Regions from separate parts of the Mus musculus genome. Here region 1 is linked to region 2. The links are chromatin contacts, called in public HiChIP or PLAC-seq maps. All regions are on one chromosome and are shown on one strand. The core of a region is the stretch at or near the end of the contact, and the rest is flanking DNA. Distances in the headings are between cores, read along the strand shown. Region 1 holds the start of Tnfaip8l3 (tumor necrosis factor, alpha-induced protein 8-like 3). Region 2 holds the start of Rab39 (RAB39, member RAS oncogene family).

Evidence for each region. HiChIP or PLAC-seq counts read pairs in DNA pulled down with a chosen protein or histone mark.
Region 1: a contact with region 2 is called in an H3K27ac HiChIP or PLAC-seq map of embryonic stem cells, with 5 read pairs. The contact joins the promoter of Tnfaip8l3 here to the promoter of Rab39 in region 2. A contact is called at or near these places in 5 of 39 promoter capture datasets (embryonic stem cells, hippocampal neurons, liver and 1 more) and 2 of 115 datasets of contacts at active chromatin or transcription factors (astrocytes and embryonic stem cells).

The regions. Positions count from the first base shown.
Region 1 is chr9:54,066,966-54,069,665 of GRCm38.p6, reverse strand. Tnfaip8l3 (tumor necrosis factor, alpha-induced protein 8-like 3) reads left to right here and starts at 1,255. Exons shown (of 2, transcript NM_001033535.3): 1 at 1,255-1,447. The coding sequence starts at 1,396.
Region 2 is chr9:53,704,825-53,707,524 of GRCm38.p6, reverse strand. Rab39 (RAB39, member RAS oncogene family) reads left to right here and starts at 1,293. Exons shown (of 2, transcript NM_175562.3): 1 at 1,293-1,636. The coding sequence starts at 1,410.

The sequences.
Region 1 (2,700 bases), core at 6-2,505, 360 kb before region 2:
TTCCTGATTAATTTTCTCTCCGGTCAATAGTTTGCAATTGCTGTAGGAAGTTTATAGTAATGAGAAGCAGGCTTGCGGCTTCGTGAATTTCAAAGCCTATAATAGAGGAATACATGAAAGCTCATGGATACTCAGAAACCAACAGTGACCACTTTCCCATTAGGTGTTTCTCCTTCCTGCCTTGGCCGCTTGATTAGTTAATAAATTGCTTTTGTGAAAAAGAAAGTGAAAGGGGATGTTGAGAGCCTTTGTACTTTGCCTTTAACCCCATCAGCAAGAAACGGTTCCTCTCCAGCTCTCAGGCCAGAGGAGGCCATCAGGTGTCCAACATTCTTCACTCCCTTCACATAGGATCTCTCATTGAACCTGGAGCTAGGCTGACATCCAGTAAGTCCCAGAAATCCTCCTGTAGCTGCCCTCCACGGGGCTTACAGGCACCTGTAGGGGCCATGCAGGGCTTTTTAATTCAGTTCCCCCACGCTGGAACACCAAGCGTTCTTACCCACTAGGCCATCTCCCCAGAAAAGAAAACGTTCTAAAAATCAATTCATGCCTCTTGAGCTGGAGGCAAAACTTGGCTTGGCAGCTTGATTGGCAGGGCGGGTCCAGCCTTCCAGGCCAAATCAGGCTGGGCGCTCACCCAGCTCTCAGAACCAGCTCCACAAGCCACGCCCACAGCGAGAGGAGTCTGAACTGCGGGAGTTATCTCTACCTGACTAGTTGTTTATTTCCTCACCAGGCGACAGGCTGGCTGCTTGTTCCTTCACAGGGGAGCCGGCATTATACTTCCCACAAAATTCCTGCAAGACTGTTCGCTCCCCTCCCAACACGAGGTAACAGACACACAGATTTTCCTCAAAAAGGATCCAAGTGGTGAAGTGGAACTAAAACTCGTGCAGCCTCACAACCTTAAACCTAACAATACACCTTTTTCAGTGGGCAGAGAGGTGCATTTGTACTTAAACAATCTTGCAAACTTTGCCACACCCAAAGAAGGAGCGTCCTGGCTCCCCCCCACCAGCTCACCAGGCTCCCAGACCAGGGCTCTGGGTGTAGAGGAACCTGGGCTATTTAATCCCAGCCAGGAGCACTGGACACTCCTCCTCTCCTTCCCTACACCCTACTCGCCACCAGCACCCCCTCACTCCCCCCCCCCCTCCCCGCACCCGGACTCTACCCTCGCGTGCAGGCACTGGCGGGCGGCGGGCGGGCCACTGGAGCAGGCTTGGCCTCTTCGGAGCCGCCCCCTGGCCCTAGTGTCTGGCCACACACTGCCCACTCTGCACCGCCCGGGCTCCAGACTCTTTGCAGCCCATACCGTGTGTGCCGCGTCCACCCGAGCCAGGAGCGCCCCGCAGGCGGGCGGTGGTGGATGCGCGGGCGGCAGCCCACAGTATGGATTCAGATTCTGGAGAGCAGAGCGAGGGCGAGCCCGGGACTGCTGCAGGTAGCGAGGGGGCAACCCTGCCGGGAGGGCTGGGGTTAAAGAGGAGGGGAGGCCAGTGCAGGAAATCGAGAGTATTTCTTGGAGCGGTGGGGCAGAAGGCCGGTCCCCAGCAGCCCGAACCCTTCCATGCTGAGACTGGGGACTGGTTTGAGGCGTCCTCCCACACCACTGCACTTAGGTGTGTCGGAGAGACAGGAGGGACATTTTGCCCGTGGATCGATCGAAAAGTGGCAGGGTCTCCAGCGGAAGCCTTGGGGCGCACTGCAAGGTGGGGGTGGGGGGAAAGGAGGGCTTGAGATATCTGTGCCTTGTAATTTGCAGTGGAAACCGAACTGAAGTAACTTCCCATGTGCTGCTTAGTCTGCCATCCTGGGGCGGTGAGACCACGCTTCAGAGTCGGTGGAAAGAAAAGACTCCTGGGTAGATCAGGGCTCCTGCCTGGGCTAATGTCTGAGGTTCCGAGACTGCTGGGCAAGCGGGTGCAGAAGTGCTAATCCATTCCTGTGGCGTGGCTAGCGGGAGGTGGACCCCCAGGAGCGGCCCCAAAGTGACCCGCAGAGCTGCCGGCCTTCCCCTTTAAAAGGTGCCACCGGCTTTCCATCCATAATCAATAGGAATGCAAGCAATAGGATAGGAGGATGCTTATTTAGAGAAATGAATGTCCTTTTCTGTATCTCCTCAGTACTGAGCAACAGGAGGAAGCTGCCCACAACCCAAGGTCTATTTTCCTCCATACTCACCCAACCTCCACCTGCAGGCTTCGCCCTTCAGGCCCCTCCCTGGAGTGCAGGGTCCAGGACCACTCACTTTCTACCTACAGTCATCCTTCTGTGCACCCAGCACGCCTTGAAAGTTTGCTTGCCATACAGACCAGGCCATGACTGTCTGTTGGGAGTCTCCTAGCACAAACCTGTACACAGTCAGGTCCTCACACTTCCCAAGGGTACACCTGAGTGCCAAGAGTGGAGACCAGTTCGGGAAGGTCTACTAGACCGGGTGCTGGTATAGGGAACGTGTGTTCAAGAATCAGGGTAAGATAGCATCTAGCCAAATGTTTTTGGGTTTTGTTTATACCTTTTTTTTTTTTAATCTCCATTTTGCAGAGGTCCAGATTCTCTGCTTTGGGCCCTGGGTCAAACCTCTCCCAGCTCCAGGTGGCTTTGGTCTTCACTTAGAGTAGGTAGGCTCCCTGGGCTAAGGTAGGCGGCAAGGGAGGTATCTGCATGTGAGGATTCCAAAAGCTGTGCAAGGGA
Region 2 (2,700 bases), core at 44-2,543:
TAGAAGGGAGACAAGATACATACCACATAAAATAAAGATTGACTAATTGCAGACAGGGGCCTAAAGATGCATGGCAGAGGAAAGAAGAGTTCTCTGAAAGTCACGCTTCTTCCTCCAAAACAAAGAAAGGAATTAAGGATGAGTGTGATAGTTAGATGTTGCAAGAAAAGAATGAAATGGTTGGCAAGAAATTTGCACAGTCCTAGCTGTCCTGGAACTCACTCTGTAGACCAGGCTGGTCTTGAACTGAGAAATCCATCTGCCTCTGTCCTCTGTGTAGCTGACACAGAGAGTTACAGGATATAATCTTAAACTTCTGATCCTCGAGCCCCATGTGGTGGAATAATAACCGTGGGCCACCATATTTGTTTTATGCGGAGTTGGGGACTAAACCCAGGGTTTCATGTTGCTAGGCAACTCTACCACCTGGGGGCTACATCCCAGTCCAGAAGAGAACACAGTAAGGTCTCACCAACATTTAAATTACGCTTCGTTTATTAGGTCTTTGGTCATACGCAAGCAGAGGGCAGCTATAGACCGAGAATAATGATGACTCGTATGAGCTTCTCAACATTTTAAGTTTTTCCCAGGCTGAAGGGCCCCAACGAGCATAGGGCTAGAACCATCCTGAAAACGCTGTGGCAAACAGCAACAGGCAATCCTTAACAGAAACTATCAGAACTAGTTCTGCAAATTTGTTTTCTTCAGAGGAAACTGTCAACTGGAATCTTCTGAGAACCCGGACACCACGAATCCACATACAGAAGCCTGACTGACTTTCAAAACTAGGGTCTTAGTCTGAAGAGAGCCTTCGCAGATGCGTGAGAGAAAATGACTCTCACTTCCCATTGGCTGACCTTTCTGGAGTTTAGCCCTTGAGTACATTTTCATTGGTTGCTATTGCTGTCACATCCTTTCGCCACACCCATTCCTTGTCCATTTCCAGCAAGATCTGCACTAGAATACGCTAAGGTCGTCTAGAGTTCTGCTACTTCCCTATCCCCTCAGCCGACGCTCTCGCCGCGCCCCTCTAGTTAGAGGCCCCGCCCCCGCACGACCAATGACCCGCCTCTACAACGTCAGTTCCCTCCCCTTACAGCTGGGGCCCGGCCCCCTGCCCGACGCAGCTGCTCTGCAAGTTAGGTTCCCGCCCCCAACTCACGATCACACCCCTACCTACGGTCCCTTCCAAACTCGTGGCCCCGCCCTCACTCTCAAGCCCCACCCCAATCAGACCAAGTCCACGCCCCCTGCCCGCGGCCCCGCCCCTCCTTCCCCAGAGGGCGGCTACCAGGCGGCGGCCGCAGCCGCAGGAAGATGCTGGAAGCGGGCGGGCGCGCGCCGCGTAGGTGCTGAAGGGACAGTTCCTTAGGCAGAACTTGCTCCTGAGCGCACGGGGCACGTAGGCGATGGAGACTATTTGGATCTATCAGTTCCGCCTTATTGTGATCGGAGACTCCACGGTGGGCAAGTCGTGCCTTCTGCACCGCTTCACCCAGGGCCGCTTCCCAGGGCTGCACTCCCCCGCCTGCGACCCCACAGTCGGCGTGGACTTCTTCTCGCGCCTGCTGGAGATTGAGCCGGGCAAGAGGATCAAGCTGCAGCTCTGGGACACGGCGGGGCAGGAGCGCTTCAGGTAGGGAGGCACCCGCCACAGGCTCTCGAAAGTGCTAGCGCTCGGTGCTCGCTTCCCCTTCGCCCCTCCCCTTCCAGGGGCGACTTCCTCCTCCGCAGTTTCTTCTTTCTTTAGTGCGGATTTCCTGCGCCCCCTTTCTGTCTCCTTTCCTGTCCGAATCAGGGTCGCCGGTCTTTCCCAGCTCTGTCTGCTCCTCTTGGCCGTTTGGGTCCCTTTGGCTCCACCGCTGCCTTCTCCCCAAACTCGACTTCGCTCGCCGTTCACACACACCCTGCCTCAGCCACCCTCCTCCTAGCACCTCCTCCAAGCCTTGACCAAGCCTCTTTCAGGCCCGGGAAATATGCCAAGTGGGGTTCCCAGGTCTGTGAAAAATCTTTAGTTCTCAGCAAGCAGAATTCCAGACGGGGTTCCAGCCCTCGGAACGGTTCACAGAGAGATGCATGCGGTAATGGTTTAAACATCTGAAAGCACCGAGTGTGGTCATCAGAAAATTCTGGGCCATGACCCTCGGGAGTAGGTCTTGGAAAACAACTAAATGCAACATCGGAGTCACTGAGACAACTAAGGGTGTGTGTTTGCATTTATAGGGTGAAGTTTCCTTTAAAAGTTTGTCACCTTTGACGCTTTGGTGTGAAAAAGATAATACTGAGGGTTGTCTGCAACCCTTCCTTTATTTCACTGATGGATTCGTAACATTCTGTATGTGACAACAGAAGAAAGCACTTTTCTAAATGGGGAGAGAGTCAGTCTCAAGTAAATAGTCTCATTCTGGTTGTTTACTGGGGAACCTGAAAGATTGTATAAAGTCGACTGGCCTTACAGAAAAAAAGTAAATGAAACTGAATTCCTTGGATAGTTGAGATTAAATCACATTTAAAGCGTATTTCCAGTTTTTGAGATCGAAGAGTACTTTGTTCTAGAGCAAAGTAAGAAAGCTGATAATGTAGGGAATTGTTTCTTTAAAAATCATATGATCGGGGCTGATGAGATGGCTTAGTAGGTAGAGATGGCTTAGAGCGCACTGACTGTTCTTCATTCTGAAGGTCCTGAGTTCAAATCCCAGC